Linked DNA regions of Oryctolagus cuniculus: region 2 is linked to region 1. The links are chromatin contacts, called in public Micro-C maps. All regions are on one chromosome and are shown on one strand. Each heading gives the region's core, a stretch centred on a gene start, on an enhancer-like site or on the middle of the called end of the contact. The rest is flanking DNA. Distances are from core to core; before and after follow the strand shown. Region 1 overlaps THADA (THADA armadillo repeat containing). Region 2 overlaps THADA (THADA armadillo repeat containing).

Evidence for each region. A called contact is a pair of places that touch in the nucleus more often than the background predicts.
Region 2: a Micro-C map of ear pinna shows a contact between it and region 1, with 1.8 times the contacts expected there. The contact joins two enhancer-like sites. A contact is called at or near these places in 3 of 6 Hi-C or Micro-C datasets (ear pinna, psoas muscle and an unstated tissue).

What each region holds. Positions count from the first base shown.
Region 1 is chr2:159,257,099-159,262,012 of mOryCun1.1, reverse strand. All of the region lies in intron 26 of THADA (THADA armadillo repeat containing), which reads right to left. Among named protein-coding and RNA genes, the nearest start is that of THADA, 130 kb to the right of the region's middle. Within about 2 kb of position 1,877, at least 3 of the 8 cell types and tissues checked have an H3K27ac peak or open chromatin away from gene starts, as enhancers often do. A contact at or near this core is called in ear pinna, where this site is marked.
Region 2 is chr2:159,404,501-159,409,414 of mOryCun1.1, reverse strand. All of the region lies in intron 30 of THADA (THADA armadillo repeat containing), which reads right to left. Among named protein-coding and RNA genes, the nearest start is that of ZFP36L2, 98 kb to the left of the region's middle. Within about 2 kb of position 2,149, at least 1 of the 8 cell types and tissues checked has an H3K27ac peak or open chromatin away from gene starts, as enhancers often do. A contact at or near this core is called in ear pinna, where this site is marked.

The sequences.
Region 1 (4,914 bases), core at 628-3,127:
CAGGAAGGCTTCATCCCAGTACTCTGGATGCAGGCAAATATTCCTTGAATTGCTTATGGCAGCAAGTCTAAAATTTGCCAGGAGGAGATAAGAATATTCAGGATTATAATTTATTAATATTATTTTCTCCATTACTAATACATTCTACCATGGATGATCATTTATTGCAAGATTAGGTAGTATTTTTTATTTTTAAAATTCTCTTGGAAAGTAACAGTTGCATGTAGATATATGAGCAAGAAATCCTATAGAAGAACTAAAATATTTTCAGCTTGCAACAGTTTTCATGGTTGAGGCTTAATCTGGTTGGCATCTACACCCACCCCAGTGGGTACTTATGTCAATCTATGTCTCAAATTTGAAAAATAGTTCCTAAAATAGTGGCATCAAGCAACTGTGTAGCAAAGAAATCTAAAGGCTTTGCATTTACCCATCTATAAAAGTAGTAAGAAAATTTAAGGGGAAGAAACAAGATTTGCTTTTTTTTAATTAATCCACACATATTTTTAAGATTGAAATGATAAAAAGTTGGCCTTTCCTAGCCAAATAAATGCTTATGAAGCAGATTAGTGTTTATGTGCATATTTGTTTGTGTATTTAATATCCTCAGGTCTGAGAGTTTTTCCATGTAAACATAAGTTTTGTTAAATATCACTTGAATTCAATGAAAAGGCCTATGTTTTATTAACACATTTCACTCTTAGCTAAGGCTGCCATACAAACTGAATACCAAACACAAAAGCAAATCAGAAATTCCCAGAAAACCCTTCCTCGCTCATCAGTACACTAAATGTGCCACACTCCTGCTTCCTCCAGCATTCTTACAAACACAGTCTTCCAGAACCCAGAATTCTTATGAAATAAATACTCAGCCCCAGAACATGCCCTGGCCTCCTCCACTATCCACCCCACCTCCTTCCCCCACAGGACTATATTTTCAAACTAGAATATTTGTTTTGACAGACTTCTGCTTGCTTAATTCTCTGGCAAAGGTTTTCTCGTGCACTCCTAGCCAGTAATAAACATTTTGCCAAAAATATGCAACTCTTGGCATGACAAGAATAGGGAGGGAAAGAAAAAAAAAACTGCCAGCAGAGACTTCTAGAATTAAAGATAAAAGCAAGTACATTGGAAGAACAGAATTCTTTCCCTTAACATATTATAATTTCCTCTTGTTTTCCCTGCTTCTCACTATCATGCAGAAAACCTTCATTGGCAGTTTCGCATACCTTCTCTAAACTATATAAAGCAATGGGAAACAATTCCCTAAATCTTGGTTTCTAATTAAGGAGCTACTTATCCAAATGAAAAATGTAGGTTAGCTAATCCTACTCTGAGAGTAAATCTCCAAAACAATTTCTTAATAATAGTTTATCAGGAAAATTAAAATCCATTGAACTTGCTTAATCCAGTGGAATACTTCTCTTTCATTATTTCTCCAGTTACATTTAAGGATCTAGCATTCTAACACTTCACAATGCAACATGCTCAGCCTTCCCCCACAGAGTTCAGAAGGGCTGGGCGGGGCAGCACGCAGCCCTCCTGGGAGAGCTTAGGGTATGGGTGCGGTGCTTCCTCTACAACTACCCAGATTCTTGGGAGGAGTAGCCCACAAAGAAGTTTCCCTGCATGGGTGGATTCAGGCACTTTCCAAACAAAACATTCACAGATCCAGATTACTGAAAAACTCAATCTCTGGTGAGAGATCCTCTTCCTGCACATATCAAGTCAATGTTGGATGCCTCCTGAAGTCTATCCTCACCCATCTGGGTGATCTCATTCATTCTGCTGGCCATCTACGCAAAACTGCTCCTTCATCTAGACCAGACCGCACTCACAGCACCAGACCCTTAGTATCTAACTGCCAAATGGCTATGTTCTAAAGGATGTGCTTCAAGCACCTCAAAACATGGTGGTAACATTGAACTTGTGTCTTCCTGCTCCCAAATCCTTGCCTCTGTCAGCTGTACTATTAGCCCAGAAAACGGTCCAACTCAAAAATCTGCTATCATCCCACAATCTCTCTCCCTCCCTGTCCCCTCATCTATCATCATGCCTTGCTGAATCTACTGTCTTAATCTCTCTGATCAATACTGCCCTCAACATCCTCCTTGCCCACCCCTTTCTTACAAGAACTCACACTCCTCTCTTCTCACCACTCGGGCTATCTAGAGTTTCTCCAAGTGTGTTTACAAGACAGTTCTTCCCAAGATATTCCACAAAAAGGTTTCCACGATTCACTATTCTAAACGAGTACCTAACACTATGTCTGGAGAGTCACAGGGCATAACCACTTTTGGAAGTTGCCAAGAAACCCTGAGTTGAAGAAACTTTCTCACACCAGCCATTCAACTATGGTCATCTGTCCTCCCGGCTCCCCTTCCCCCAACCGTTTTCCTTCACATGTCTGACTCCTCCTTACTCTTCAAGCTCAGACCCTGACTCTTATGGCCTCAACTCATCCCCCCTGGGTGTTTCCAGATCTCTCCTTGCATGCCTCTGTAACAGAATACTCATGCAACTGGCTTGATTCTGAGACCCTTGGAAAAAGACTTCAACTCATTTCTCTTCTAATGCCCAGCACATTATCTGACACACAGCAGCAGGTCAATCAACATCACTGAGTAAATGAATGCTAACAATAGCTCAATGTATGGCGCAATTTACTCTGGCCAGGCCCTCTCCTAATCTCCTTGCATGCACAGTATTAACTCACTTAATCACACAAAACTCCTCTGGGGTATTTACTCCATTGAATACATGTGGGAACTGAGGCAAAAAGAGTGAATGCATCCCATTATTCCTCCAATAAAACCTTAGATTTTCTTATCTCTAGCAGGGTAACCCTGAGTAACTTTACTGCTCAGGAAAAAAAAAAGATGTGATTCATTCACTGGAAAGTGATCTTGCAGAACTTGGTTACTTTTAGAAATTCTGTACACTATGAATAATAAAGCTTTGATATAATGGAAAAATGACAGGGTTAGGATTCGTATCTGAATTTGAACACCAGCTCTGCTTCACATTTAGATATGTGACATGTGGCAAATTAATAATCTAAATTCCAAGTGTCTGCCTACCAGGAAAATATGAAATCAAGAGTATGAAAGCCCTTTGTAGCTTTCATGTTATACAGTGGGGTATACTGCGGCTGTTACAATGGCCAATACAATGGAATAAGGTGTACCTCCCCATACAGCAAATATTTATGATTGATTGCTCTGTATTTCTATTTTTATTTCCCTTACAGATAACTGGTTCAAATAATTAGAAAAGTTTTCAAATATACATAGAGATTTCGACTGAAAGTTAAGAACTTTCGATTAGATTGGACCAACAAAATCACATCTGCTTTGAGGCTCACTATATAGAGAAAAATAAGAAAAATTATTGAGTACTAATAAAAAAGCTCGACAACAGTCTTAAAAATTTCAGCAAAACCATGACCACCACAACTAACTAAACTACCTACACTGTAGAGACTGTCTACACTCTGCTGTCACTAATGGAATCTTATATAATATAGCCAGTGCTCTCAGCCCTACAAACCATGAACAGCTCAGTAGATAAATCTCAATAAGCCTCCACATCAAACAGACTGGAAGAAATCAAAAGACCGCTGAGCTAAGCCAGACCAGGCTGATATTTTGGTTTATTGGTTAACTGTTATGCTTGGAAAGGCATAAAGCTTAATTGCAAGGCTTGAGGTGTATGTAAAAAATGCCTGACTTAAGGAGAAATACTGATCATAGCATCTGTCACTAGTTAAAAAACGTGGAGATCTTTATCCAGGATATTTTTGGTTGTTTATATTTTAAAAAGATGAAAATAGCCAGTCACATGGTGACTAAACATGAATCATTGTTTCAGCTTTTTGAGAATGCTTGGAAATCCCAGGTGTAAATTAGGGAGTAACACTGTTGTTAATCCAAATCATGTGAAAGTTAAAAAGGGGGAAAATCTGGTTTAGTTTATGACTTCTTGTGGTATTAACCATAGGTTTCTCACAAATATTAATGAATACAGCACTTTGAAACACTATATGGAAAAGTGAAATCCGGTGGTATAATTTGGATCTTTTTACTATTTTCTACTGAATAACTAACTCCATTTGGTGGAACAAAAACCAAAACTAAACATTTTTTTAAAGGCCCTAGGAGAAAGTTCTCCCAGTAAAGGTCCAATAAAGATTTTAGTGAAAGACTGAAAGTAAGGTCCGCATCCCTGCATTGCCCTCATTTTCACTGCTACCAAAGCTACTCAACTACCCTCCATCAGCAATTCCACAGAGCTTCAGGACACGCAAAAAATTCAAAATTCAATCCCTCCCATTAAGAACTTGGTGTATGAGAGTACAAAGCTCATTCACAGAAAAGAGATAGTATATAAAGTCTGGGTCAGGCCAAGAAGAGTCCTAAGGAAAGGGAGAAAAACGAGTGCGAGATTGACCAATTCATGCGCTCTATGAATCTAAAACAATCCTCAGCTTCCTGTACTTCAAACACCAGCACACTAGGACTTGCTGAGCACGACAGCATTTGCCCCTCACAACCCTCGAGACACATACACTATCATGACCCCCATCTTATGATGATGAAGAAGCCAAGGCTCAGGGGACTTGGTAACTTTCCAGAGTCAAAAGTTAAATCTAGGTCTGCCCACCTCAGCATGCACCTTCTCAGAAACACCAATGGATACAGTATTTCTTTGCTGCTACCTAAGGCAGACCCTGAATCAGGCACTGACGCGACGGGAATCAGGCACTGACGCGACGGGATCCTCAGACCCAGACCCTGCTCTCAAGCAAGCCACAGTCAAGAGAGGCAAGACTTCCCAGAGGAAAAAAGATTTGAGCTGATCCTAAAGGATGGAAAATCAGCATACGTAAGAAGACAGGAAGGACAGGAATTTTAG
Region 2 (4,914 bases), core at 900-3,399, 150 kb before region 1:
TCACAGCCCACCTGGCGGGGCTCTTTCTCTCGTCCTGGGCCATACACAGCAGCTCAGCTCATTTTTGTTATCAGACATAAGGAGTAAGAGGCTCCAGCAGCTTCCTGCCCCAGGCCTGGCAGCGACATTTATGAAGCAACATCCTAGAGACCCCCCAGAGGCAGGCCCACCACAGGCTGGTGAGAAGAAAACCAGACAAAGAGGCTGAGAAGTCAGGAGAGGGCAGGCAGGCGAGGAGTGGGCGTGAGCCAAAGGCAGGAGGAAGGAGAGTCGAAGACTAGGAGAGAGAAAATGGTAAAAGGAGAGGGAGAAGAGTCCTGCTAAGATCCCTCCACGTGACACATGTCCAGCCACACCAGGCCCTTCCTTTGAAACTCACTTCAAAGCCTGTCTCTAGGAAACACTCCTTGACCATCCAACTTGATGCTGCATTTGACCTTCCTCTGCTCTCCCGGAGACCCCGCTGGCGCTCTCTGTAGTCCTGGCAGCGCCCGTCTGCAAGGCAGCAGTGGCTGTCCGCAGAGCAGACGCCGCCTCTCCTTGCATTTGTCTAGAAAAGGAAGAGCTGCTGTGCTTAGGAAGTGCTCCTTTGATGCAGACCACACCAAGCCGTAGAAATGTGGAAGTGTAAATTAAATAAAAAGAATCCCCCCCCCCTTCTGATTTCCCCCCGCCTCCAGCCAAGCAACCATCACACGGCATTCCTGGAGAAACAATAGGGGATTTGTTTAAACTAAAATGCCAAATGGCTGTGAACTGCAGAATATGTATTTTTAAACAAGTTATTTCCCCCACTGGAACAGGGAGAATTCAGATGTGCATACGGGGTCAGCCGCCAGCAGCACACAGGGCCTGGCTGCTCTCCAGGCCTGTGGCTTACCTGGCCCCGGCTGGGCAGGTGTGATGCGGAGCTGGTTTTCGATGGCATGCTGCAGCACCCAGCCAGCCTTTGCTGGTACGGAGCTTTGCAAGTGCTAGTGCTCACCTGCAAGTATCCACTGCCCTGTAGCCCTCTACTTGGATTTGCCTGTTAAAGTGAAGCTGTCCTCAGGACCCTGCTCTGGAGGTTGACCAATTCCTAGGGAATTCTTGCTGCACTGCCATGCACACAGTGAGCGACCATGAGCTGTGACTCTACCCAGAAAAGGAGCGGAGGCCTCAGCCATGCACTACCACAGCACAATGGGCTTCCCTTAGGCAGGGATCTGTAAAAGCAGAGGGCCTCTGCCACTTTCCCAGCGTCCCAGGGAGGCAACTGGTAGCCTGCACAGAGCACTGGGGTCCCCTTCTCAAGTGGAGGCCGAAGCCACAGTCTCCCCTGGGAATGCTGGCGCTCGAGAGGAAGCCGGCAACCCCAACCCCGTGGCTTCGCCTTTCCCTCCAGCCAGGCTCACCTGCCCTTCCAGAGAACCCCCAGGGCGTCCCCACACTCCAGAGGCCCTCGTATTTTTCCATCGCTCTATTAGGCATCTTTTTCTCATTAATGTACTAACACTCCAGCTATGTGCAGGGAATGATGAAAAAGAGACCTTGTGTGGGGCTTGGGATTTGTTCAAAGCCTGGGGAAACTGTGTTAGAGGCTGTATGTTTTTTATTCCTTTTATGAGAGATGCATGTTTCCCTCCCTCTGTGACTTGTTTAAAAGTAAAGTTTAATATGCTGCCAGAGAAATTGCTGGTTAATAACTTAATAAGCTATGTGCTAGGAATTATGGGAGAAAAGTAGTATCCAAGAAAACTTTTATTGTACAGTTTGGAGTTTGGAGCTTGGAGGATCTATAGCTTCAATTATGATACAGAGTACCAACAGAAGCCCCCTTTCTTTTCAAACTGTGCTTCTCTCTAGAAGCATAAAGAAGGAAAAATAAGTGAGGTGAACGAAAACTTCTGGATATTGCATGAAAAGTCTGTATACAGTATAAGGTGAGACTTTTTTTTTTTTAAGATTTATTGTATTTATTTGCAAGGCAGAGTTGAGAGAGAGAGAGAGAGACAGAGAGAGAGAGAGAGAGAGAGAGAGAGAGAGATCTTCCATTCACCGATTCACTCTCTAAATGGGCATAACAGCCAGGACTGGGCCAGGCTGAAGCTAGGAACCAGAACCTTCATCCAGGTCTCTCACGTGAGTGCAGGGGCGCAGAGACTTGGGACATTCTCAGCTACTTTCCCAGGCACATTAGCAGGGAGGTGGATTGGAAGTGGAGCAGCTGGGACTCAAACCAGTGCCCATATGGGATACCGGTGCTGCAGGCTGTGGCTTTACCCATTACGCCACAGTGCCGGTCCCCAAGGTGAGAATTTCTAGCAGCACAGTCAACAGACCCGTGACCTTGTGAACAGGGCAGAGCACACACTTGAAAATTAGCCTTGGCAAGGGTAATAACAATATCAACTGAATTGCATTAAAAGTTTTATCTTCAAAAATATTCCCATTTCTTTTTATCTTAACAAAATTCTTCAGAAGGAAGAAAAATAGGCATTATTATTCTCACTTTTACAAATCAACAAAGTTGCTCATATAGCTCAAGTGACCCACCCAAGATTAGGGCAAGAACCAAGAATAGAATCAAGGTTTTGTAGAGAAACAAATTGTATCTATGTGTCCCAAACACAATCAGATGAAAAATGAGACACTCTGCCAAGCAATTGGAGTATTTTGGTTTGCAACCACATGTGCTGGTGCTATGTCCTAGTTGCCTGTCTGGGGAGAAGCAGGGCTCCAGGCACAGCTGTTTCTGTGAGGTCCAACAAGAGGCATTATTTCTAGCATGCCCAGCTATGTTGAGCAGGACTTAATTACTGGCCATCGGTACATTTCCTGTATCTCTTTAGCTCTTCTCATGCCCTCCTCACTCTCATCTCTCTCACACTCCCATTACAGATCAAAACTGAGGCCTACAGGAATTACAGGCCGCGCCAGGCTGGCCAGTGGCTGAGCGGGGGGGACCAGACCAAGCCTGCCAACCTTGAGTAGGTGCTGCCTCGCCTCAGCTTCTGGGCAGTGTGCTTTTAGGCTGGGGGCTTTCTGTTCACCAAGCAGTTCTGGAAGTGACACTCCCTGTGGTCACTCAGGAACACAAGGGCTGACGCAGGCCCCTCTGGTTCTGGGAGTACTGGCGTGAGCCCGTTCGTTCCCTTGAGCGGGAAGGTGTTCTGCCCAGAGGCCTGCAGGCCATTCCAATCAGCGAGGAGAGAACAGTGAGCCTTTTGGGCCCCTCCCAGAGCTGCTCCCTTGGCCACTTCACTAAAGCCAGGCTGCGCTCCCCACAAGCCCTCTTGGAGGCAGCCTAAAGCCTGGCTAGAGAGGACAGAGTAGGCCTGAATCTGCTCAGTAGGGCAGAGCAGTGCTTGCGCCAGGTCTGCGTGTTGCCAGAGGCCTGTGGTCACAGCTACTGACTTCAGTTAAAGGTACTGTCTCCAGGGGCCAGTGCTGTGGCGCAGCGGGTAAAGCCACCACCTGTAGTGCCGGCATCTCATACAGGTGCCAGTTCGAGTCCTGGCTGCTCCACTTCCTCTTCAGCTCTCTACTATGACCTGGGAAAGCAGTAGAAGATGGCCCAAGTCCTTGGGCCCCTGCACCCACATGGGAAACCCGGAAGAAGCTCCTGGCTCCCAGCTTTGGATGTGCGCAACTCCGGCCACTGTGGACAGTTGTGGAATGAACCAGTGGATAGAAGACCTCTTTCTCTCACTCTCTCTGCCTCTCCTCTCTCTGTGTAATTCTGACTTTCAAGTAAATAAATCAATCTTAAAAAAAAAAAAAAAAGGTACTGTCGCCAAAAGATCACTACTGAAAAATAGTTTTCTGACCAGGAGAATAAGCTAATTTACATATTAGAATGTAGGCCATGTTAGCATGACTTGTTGGGTAGGGTTGGGTGGCAGCCAGCCAACTGAGAATGGATTTCGGAGGAAAGGAGACCTAGAACAGCTGTTTTGGTGGCAAGAAGGTCTGCAGCTTGGGGCCCCTTCCAGAGAGAGCAGCTTCTGAGAGGTCTCCGGGCTGCCCGTGCATGGGGTTATAGGATTTTCTACGATGATCAAACAGCAAGAGGGAAGGAGAGGAAAATCAAACTTGCTCTTTATGTCCCTACCTTCAAGCACCTTCTGAGTCAGCTCTATCTGTCAAGTAGAGAAGCTGTCTGCCCGCTTGTGTGTGACTTCTTCCAAAATGTCAGTTTGGATTAGATCTCTCTTTTGAAACAGGCAGTCAGGGTGCTTCTCTTATTCCCTTCTGGGGCTCCCAATAGGAGGAAAGCCACGCAGGTGAACTCCAGGCCCCATTCCAGTTTGAACCATTTTTGCCACCCCTACAATCTTCAACCTCTCAAATTTCTATGCGCGCTCCTGTTCGAAGAAAGAATTACACTGGACTAGACGATCTCTCAATTCCTTTTCCTGGTATAAATTTTGTGATTCTTTAGCCCTGTTAGCAGCGTTAGAAAGACAAAAGCCATGTGGTCTCAAGGGCACACAAGTATTTCTGTTCTCATTACTAGCAGCCCAGGCAGGCCATGGGGCTTCCAGGTGACGGGCACAGGTAGCTGGAGGATTACTACTAAGGATGCTTTTTGTACCACCAGGAGAGACTGGGAATTTTGTTGACCACTGCAAGAGCCTGGAAAGATTCAAAACATTCCTCACTGTATTTCAAGTGCATACCGACAGCAGCCAACTTACCAGTGTTGGTCTGAGCTTACCAACTTCCTCTTAATTCTTGGATCAAGTGCATATTTCTCTGGCTGACATTTACGGGTTTCCAAAACTGGTCTCTTATCAAATCTTGTACTTCTCAAAACACAGCCTCTCTTCTTCATTCTATCTCTCTGCTAGCCCACATACACCACATGCATGCCTGGCAACTGCCATTGCACATGTGTCCACCCTCCTGGCATGCTTTTTTCCCATCACTGCT